Linked DNA regions of Cricetulus griseus: region 2 is linked to region 1. Evidence: chromatin contacts called from public Hi-C data. All regions are on one chromosome and are shown on one strand. Each heading gives the region's core, a stretch centred on a gene start, on an enhancer-like site or on the middle of the called end of the contact. The rest is flanking DNA. Distances are from core to core; before and after follow the strand shown.

The links. Hi-C and Micro-C count contacts between places; a contact is called where the count stands out from the background.
Region 2: a Hi-C map of the CHO-K1 cell line shows a contact between it and region 1, with 3 times the contacts expected there. The contact joins the enhancer-like site here to the promoter of Epo in region 1. A contact is called at or near these places in 2 of 8 Hi-C or Micro-C datasets (both in the CHO-K1 cell line).

Annotation. Positions count from the first base shown.
Region 1 is chr4:116,409,856-116,414,151 of CriGri-PICRH-1.0, forward strand. Epo (erythropoietin) reads right to left here and starts at 1,806. Exons shown (of 5, transcript XM_035444524.1): 1 at 1,706-1,806; 2 at 1,009-1,151; 3 at 439-525; 4 at 1-170. The coding sequence starts at 1,718.
Region 2 is chr4:116,561,079-116,565,374 of CriGri-PICRH-1.0, forward strand. Agfg2 (arf-GAP domain and FG repeat-containing protein 2) reads right to left here. Exons shown (of 13, transcript XM_027416249.2): 8 at 1,024-1,144; 9 at 747-829; 10 at 488-568. Among named protein-coding and RNA genes, the nearest start is that of Sap25, 16 kb to the left of the region's middle. Within about 2 kb of position 2,578, at least 2 of the 6 cell types and tissues checked have open chromatin away from gene starts, as enhancers often do. A contact at or near this core is called in the CHO-K1 cell line, where this site is marked.

The DNA.
Region 1 (4,296 bases), core at 556-3,055:
AGCACCCGGAGCAGGGAGGTGAGGCTGCGCAGGCCACTGATGGCTTTGTCTATATGCAGCTGAAGCATCTCTGATGGTTGGGAGGAGTTGCCTAGCAGGGCCTGGCCCCTCAGGATGGCCTCGGAGAGCAGGGACAGGCCATGCCAAACTTCTACAGCCTGTTCTTCCACCTAGAGGAGGCAAAGGGTTTAGAAAGAGCCAGCCAGAGTCCTTCCCTCTGTCTCCCTGGCTATCAGACACCCTAGCGGAGGTGGACAGGACAGAACAGCACACAGTAAGGCATGGATGGATGGATGGATGGATGGATGGATGGATGGATGGATGGATGAGCTAGCATATTCCATCAGTCATTATCTTTATCATTCTTTCTCCCACACTATCAAGGTGTCAGACTGAGACCCACCTCTAGGAAGGAGAAAAAAAGAAAAGAGAACTCACCGCCTTTCTTTTCCAAGCATAGAAGTTGACTTTGGTATCTGGGACTGTAATATTCTCACTCAGTCTGGGACCTTCTGCACAGCCCATCTGCAAGACACAGCACCTGGTCAAGACCTCCAAAGGTTTCATTCACAAAAAGCCACCAGATACTCTTTGTCTTTGAATGTTACTGGGCATGCTTTGGGTGCCACCAGCTTTATCATGCTTTCTTGTTTTGGACAGTCAGAGTTTCAAGTTTGAGGCTGGACTCAGCTTATGTAACAGAGGATCACCTTGAATTTCTGATCCTCCTACTCCATCTCCCAAGTACTAGGCATGTAGGTTTGGGCCATCACAAAGTCTCGGCTCCTGTGGTGCTGGGGAATTGAGCCCAGGGCTTCTTTCACACTAAGCAAGCACTCTACCAAACTGAGCCACAACCCTCTCCAGCATTATCACTGGGGGAAGGGGGATGGAAGAGCTTTAGGGCTAAACATCTCATCTTGACCTGAAAAGCCGTGCTAGGAAGGAACTCAAATTCCTAGCTCCCCAAGAACCAGTTTCTTTCTTTTGTGGGGCCGGGAAGCTTACCGTGACGTTCTCTGCCTCCTTGGCCTCCAAGATGTACCTCTCCAGAACTCGGCTGTCGCAGATGAGGCGTGGGGGAGCGCAGAGGACTGGGAGGCCCAGAGGAAGCAAGAGCAAAGACAGCAAAAGCGGCAGGGTGGGACGTTCTGGAAGAAAGGCGGGCTGGGTGTGAGGCAGGGAGGGGTGGGGGCTGCGGGACTCCAGAGGCTGGTTTGCTCAGCGAGGCTCCTCTGCCTTCTAGTCTCGGCTGACCCCGACCTTGCAATTGCTTAGGCTCTGCCGGAGTGGCCTTCATTCTATCTCTCGGCGCTGCACACCCCACCCCCCAAGCGACCGGCATCCACTTCTCGGCCAAACTTCACTGTAAGTGCGCGCCAGAGGCTGGCAGATCCTGAGAAGCTGGGACTCCTGGACGCAGGTAATTCTTTTAGCAGCTTCTCATCCACGGAGCAGCGCCTCGACTCCCTAAAATCCTAAACTTTGTCCCCGTCCTGGATCTCCCCTTTTTTGTCATTTGCGGGAGGGCTCCCCAAACCCCTGAGTGCACGTGGAAGCTACCCCACCCCCCTCTCTCCTCCTAGATCCTTGGCGAGTCGCAGGTCCTTGTACACGGTCACTTCCTGGCCAACAGCTTCAGATGTAAATCCTTGCTCAAACAGGAGCCCCGGAGGTCACAGGTCCCTAGCCTGTGAGTACTCACCGGGCACCCCCATCTCCGCGCCTGGCTGCCAGAGCCCCTTAGTGACCCGGGGCTGGGCCAGTGTCCACGCTGCTAGTCTTCATCCTTAGAAGATCTGTGGGACCAGGTCACCCCACTCGCCTGAAAGAAGGTGGTCACCGTTCAGGGAGCGCGGGCAGAGCGGGGACGCGGTGGCCCTGGCCACTGGTCTGTTCGGGAACACAGCAAGACGCAGCCACTGGCCAGGCTTGGTCCGGGGACATGTGGCTCCGGTCGGGGGTCGGGGATGTTATCAGCATGTGTGCGTGCGCGGGTGGGGGTGGGGGTGAGGCTGTGTGTGCATGAGGGGTCGCCAGGGGTGGGGGCCACCTGGGGTCAGAGCAAGGAGCAGGACGCCTGGGTCTGGGGCTCGCTGGGGTGGCGAGGGCTGTTCCAGGCACGCACGCTGTCAGGGGGGTCTTCCTTAGGCGGGTGGACAGATTCTGATTTCCAGGAGGGGAGCTCAGTGGGGTGCACGTCTATGAGATGTGCGGGAAACCTAAAGTGAGGAGCTGACCTATGGAAAGGCTGGGCATGTCCTCTGGGGGGCGTCCTTATCTCGGGACAGGGATTGATCAGAAACACCTAGAGTTGGAGACTGGAAGCAAAACCCAAGGGCTTTCTCTCCTCACGACTTGCTCTAAAAGCCAGAGCTGTTCCTGTTGAGGAATCAGATGCAAGCGAGGGAGGACTGTGGGGTTCCTCCCCTCTCACCCCTCGTTTTCTAGGACCCTAAAAATCCAGAAAGGTGACTTTCAGGGCAGGAAGCCTGTGGCACGTTGCTGAGGACACGTGGGCACGTTGCTACTGGGTTTTTGCTTTTGTTTTTGCAGTGCTGAGGCCCGAGCCCTGGGGCCTGTACATTAGGCAAATGCTCGGTTAAATGAGCTCCCATGCCCTTATTGAGGGACTTGAGGCAAGCTCTCTACCGCTGAGCCACACCCCCAGCCCCTCACTGGGGAAGTCTTGGCAGGAGCTCTACTGCTGAGCTACACCCCTGTAGCCCCTAGGTTCTATTCCCAGCATCCATATGATGGTTCACAACCATCCATAACCCCAGTTCCAAGGAACCTGATGCCCTCTTCTGACCTCTGAGGGTACCAGGCACACACATATTACACACACATATGTGCAGGCAAAACACCCTCACATAAAACAAAATATATAAATCTGATCTTAAAATGTAAAGATAAAAGAAATGTTTGTGGAATATATACTGCTGACTGGGAAGGGACCTGAGGACTGAGTCATGTATGACACAGTTAAGAATGCCTGCCCTGGTGACATTCTAGTGGGGAGAGATGGACAACGGACAGAGACCTTCAGTGGCATTAAGAACTGAGTGGAGGAGGCTGGAGAGATGACTAGCAGTTAAGAGCACCCGCTGTGTTGTAGAGGAGCCAGGTTCAGTTGATAACAACCTTGTGGCAACTAATAACTATGTGTAACTCTAGATTGAAAGCATCGATGCCTCCTTCTGGACTCTGCAGGTACTCTACACATGGTGCACAGACACACAGGTAAAGTACCCATACATATAAAATTAAAACATATAACCTTTAATATATGATGTATTCTATCACACACACACACACACACACACACACAGAATGAAGGGAGGGAGCTGAGGAAGTGATTTAGTATACATGAATACCTGATTTAGATTCCCCAACACCCACATGAAATGCTGGATATGGAGGCATGTGATTGTCATTGTGGTGCTGGGGAGGCGGAGACTGGAGGGCCCTGGAGTTCACTGGACAGCTTGTCTAACTAAATCATTAAGTCCCAGGTTCACTAAGACCCTGTCTCAAAAAAAAAAGGTGGAGGACCAGGACCAAGGACATGACGGTTCAGTGGTAAAAGTACTTGCCACTAAGTCTGAAGACCTGAGTTTAATCCCTGAGACCCACATGGTAGAAGCAGAGAAACAACTGCTGTGAGCTGTCCTCTGACCCCAAAGTGTGTGCCATGGAGGTCAGACAATTAGTTAATTATAGTAACAAAAATGCAGCAGAGGAGCAACTGAGCAAGACATCCCAAAGTCAGCCTCTGCCTCCTGCAGCATACATGCAGCCGCACACGCACACGCACACGTGTGTACACACCAGTGAGTACACACACCTAAGGAGGAAAGAATCAGAAGGTACACCAGGAAGTTGCAGTTGTCCAGTCGACAAGCAGTCAGGGCTGCCAGGCTGTCATGTGACGTGCTGGGGGAAGAAGGCAGCCATGGGGTTTGGCTGGGGAGAACATGATGAAGACAAGGTGTAGAGAGATGAAGATGGGGACATGAGGCGACTCTGGTGAGCTGACTGGAAGTCACATGACCCTGATCCTGCCGACTCTGGACTGTCTGTCACTTTGGGCCTTCTCAGAGTTTCTTCCTGAACCTGCCATCCAGGCTCAGCACTCAGAACCCAGCTCTGCTCCCCAACTGTGGCCCAGCTGTGAGACATACACTCGAACACACATTCACACACGTCCGCATGTGAGCTCTGTCCTGACCACCCACACCCCTCCCAACAGGCTGCTCTTTCCAGGGCCCCTGACTCCTGCGTCACTGCTCTGAC
Region 2 (4,296 bases), core at 1,328-3,827, 150 kb after region 1:
AACAGGAGCGTCACGACACGTCAGCCAAGGGGAACACACAATTGAGAAGCGACTAGGGGAAAAGGCACGTCTTTCTTCCTCTTTCTTCCCTCTTCTCCACCCACCCCTTCCTTCTTCTTTCTCAACTCTTCCTTTTTTTCATTTTTGGGACAGGGTCTCACTATATAGACCATGGGTGGCCTGGACCACACTGTGTTTCCCAGCCTGTCCCAGCAGTTCCCCAGTACTGTCCTTCTTAGGCAGTACTGGTACTGGGGTGGGGGCACCATCATTACCTGTAATTTTTCTGTGAAATTCTGTTTGTTATGACATGGATGCTTCTACTTTCAGCCCACTAGGTGGCTTGGATCTGCAGATGGATCTAGTCTGGGCTGGGGGACAGACAGTGGTGGGGAGGAGCGGGCGGCTGACCACTCTTTGGGTAGCGAGAGACACAGGGTTAGGGGACTCTGCAGTCTAAAAAGGTGGAAGGCAGCTCTGGACTTACCTGAGGCCAGGCCATTGGGCTGGAACGGGTTGGTAGAAGGCAGCTGGGGTTGGGCAGGAGTGGTGAAGGGGTTGGTGAAGGCTGCACATGAGAGAGAAAGAGAGAGAGAGAGAAAGAGAGAGAGAGAGAAAGAGAGAGAGAGAGAGAGAGAGAGAGAGAGAGAGAGAGAGAGAGAGAGAGAACAAAAAGATGGTTTGAGTCCCTCTCAATCCTGGGGTGCTTCTCCCACCCTTTCCAGGTCTTCACTGGTAGGACTCACCTCCAAAGGTGAGCCCTGCATTGCCGCTAACACCTGGCACAGCTGACTGTAATGCAGGAACCTGGCTGGGCATCCCGAAAACACTGTGGCACAGGGAAAGAGGTGGGAATGGGCATCTTCCAGGAAGAGCAGAGCAAGGGGACCAAGGAGACAAGTCCACTGTGTTACCCCAGGTCGGGCCAGGAAGACAAGGGGAGAACAAGTAAGCCATGAGGCTCTATCAGTCTGGGACAATGCCACCAACCTTCAGGTGAGTCACCTTCATGTCTGGACCCACCTGCCAGAGAGACCTCCAGCTGGCACCCTGGGTCCCAGGAGGCCACCCACGTCTGTGAGGCTGTTGGGCTGAGTGGCAGCCGCAAGAGGAGCAACACCAAATGCAGACATCCGGCTGGTCCCTGAATGAGAAGATAAAACAAGGACGCTGAGTGAGACTGGTGGCAGTGGGCAGAAGAGGAGATGGAGGTGGGGGGTGGAGGGTGGAGGGGTGAGGGAATGATGACAGGTAAGGCACCTTCTGGACTCTCTGAGCTAGCCGTTTCCCCATGACCACCTAGCCCGAGGGAGCTCATCTCCTGAAGTCCTGGGTAAGGCAATAGCTCAGGCCTTCTCCAGTTCCTCAGTGCTGTAACCACCACCCTCATCTTGCTTGTCTCCCATCGTGTCATACAGCTGGGTCTGTCTGCCTGTCTCCTCAGCAAAATGGCATGCCTCTCTTTCCCTCCCTCTCTTTTTCAAGACAGGGTTTCTCTGTAGCCTGGAAGCCTGTCCTAGAACTCCCTCTGTGGACCAGGGTGACCTTGAATTCAGCCTGTCTCTGCCTCTTGAGTGCTGGGATTAAAGGCATGCACCACTACCAGCCAGCTCCTTCCTCTCTCTTTTTTGAGATAGTGTCTGGCCTTGAAGTCTCCTCTACCTCCTTGTCTCTGCCTCCAAGTGCTGGGATTACAAGTATACCTGGAACATATGTGGCTAGGGATTGGATCTAGGGCTTTTGTGTATACAAGACACTCTACCAACTGAGCTATCATCCTAGCTCCTAATTAATTTTAAAAATTAATTAGTTAGCTGGGCAGTGGTGGTGCACACCTTTACTCTCAGCTGTCAAGAGGCAGAGGCCATCCTGGTCTATAGAGTTTTCAGGACAGCTAGTGCTAAACAGAAAAACCTTGTCTCTAAAAAACCAAACCAAACAAACAAATTAGTTTATTAATTGTACCAAGAATCAAATCTAGGGTTCTGTGTATGTTAGGTAAGTGCCCTACTATGGAGCTATGTCCTAAACCTTTGATGTTTTCAAAAAGGGCCTCACTACGTCGTAGCCCAGGCAAACCTCGAACTTGCAGCAATCCTACTCAGCTTCCTGAATGTTGGGAGGCCACCAAACTCAGTGTTGTTCCCCTATCCCCAGTGGTGCTGGGTAGATAACCCAGGACATTTCGGATGCCAGATAAGCGCTCTGCCACTGAGCACATCCCAGTTCAGCTCTGGCTTCTTTCAGATGCTCCAACACTGAGATTTGCATTTCTGTGCCCGCCGTATTTATCTTTTTTTTTTTTTTTCTAAAGTGTGGGTGTGCACGCGAGTGGGCACACGTGCGAGTGCTTTTTTACACAGGCTCTGGAGATAGAACTCAGGTCTTCCAACTTACACAGCAAGAGCCTTTCACCCACTGAGTCATCTAGACTGTCCCCATCCAGGCTTCTAACCACAGGATATGAGGCAGGTAGATCTGGGTCGTGCTTTTCCCCTGCCTGCCTGACTCAGAGCACATAGGGTTTCTGAACAAACGCAACTACCTTCAGGAATGAGTCAACTCTTCAGTACTGCCTGGGTCTCCATGTTCCAGCTACTTCCCCAGAGAGTGAGCTTTCCACCCTTGATAGCTCACAGTCTGGAAAGTGCTTCTCTGTGGACACTAGAGGGCAGAGCTGGGCTTAAAAACTCTAGTCACCCACGGAGCCAACACCAGCTCCAAAGCAGCACATTAATATTTAGTCATTAATTTTTTGCATAGAGGGACACACATCGAGGGCAGAGGACTCTCACTAGCTGGACCTCTTGTTCCATCTTGCGGGCTCTAGGGATCAAACTCAGGGCATCTGGCTTGGCGGTAGATGCTTTCACCCACTGGGTCATTTTGTTGGCCTCAAGACACTACATATTTAGCAACCTCCCTTTTGCATACTCCTCTGACCTACACAAATAAAACCCAACATAACAGGGCAGTGGTGGCCCATGCCTTAAATCCCAGCACTTGGGTGGCAGAGGCAGGCGGATCTCCGTGAGTTCGAGGCCAGCCTGGTCTACACTAGTTCCAGGAAGTTAGGGCTATTACACAGAGAAATCCTGCCTTGCAAAACTAAAACCAACCAAACAAACAAACAATACAGCCCAGCAATCCATCAGAAGAGCTACCCACCTCTCAAAATCTCTCAGCAAGACCAATTGATCCCTTTGTTCCTTATGTTGCTGGGGTTGGAACCCAGGGGCCTCACATGTGCTAGGCAGGTGCTCTACCTCTGAACTACATCCTGTCTGAACAGCTACACTTCATCTTAGCCAAGTGAGGACCTTCCTTCCCATAGTGGCAGGATTTGGGTTAGGGCGTGGACTACCTGCAGTTAGAGACATCCATGCCCCATGCCTTGAGAGGACTGTGAGTCTCGGGACTTTCTTCTTGCTATCTTTCTTCTTCTAGATAGATACCAGCTCTATTTGGAATGCAATCAGTTGTGTTATAGGCAGGCATCCCCCAACCCTTGCCCTCTCTGTGTCTTTTCAGGCAGGGGCTCACATATTCCAGGCTGGCCTCCAACCCCCTATGTAGGTGATGACCTCAAACTTCTGAGTGCCAGGATGATAGGTCTGGCCTGCCACTCCTGATTTATGTGGTGATAAGGACCAAACCTAGAGTTGTGGACAAGCTAGGCAAGCACCATACCAGCCTAACTATAAATAAATATAAAATAAAATTTAAAACATTCAAAGAATCCTTTAAAAATTTTACTTGTATGATCATTTTGCTTGCACATATATGTGTACCACATGCCCGGTGCACAGGGGCCAGAAAGGAACATCAGATACCCTGGAACTGGAGTTACAGATGGCTGTGAGCCACCATGTAGGTGCTGGGAATCAAACCTGGGTCCTTTGGAAGAACAGCCAGTGTGCTTTAACTGCTGAGCCATCTCTCAAGCCCGACATATGTAAGTCTTATTTGTTAGAATTTATGGCAATTTTGTTTCCTTGTGCATGTCCAACCATGAAAGGATAATGTTTGAAAAAAAATATATTCTGGGACTGGAGAGATGGCTCAGTGGTTAAGAGCACTTCCTGTGCTCAGCCTAGACACAGGGGTGTGGGGAGTGGAGAGGTGCCTTGGTCCTGTCTCAACAAGATGATGGGACAGACTTAGTGGACTCCCTAGGGGCAGCCTTACCCACTCTGAGGAGCAGATGGGAGGTGGGGGGGTGGGGAAAGCAGGATGGAGGGATGGGACTGGGATTGGGATGTAAAAAATAAATTAATAAAAAAAGAGCAATTTCAG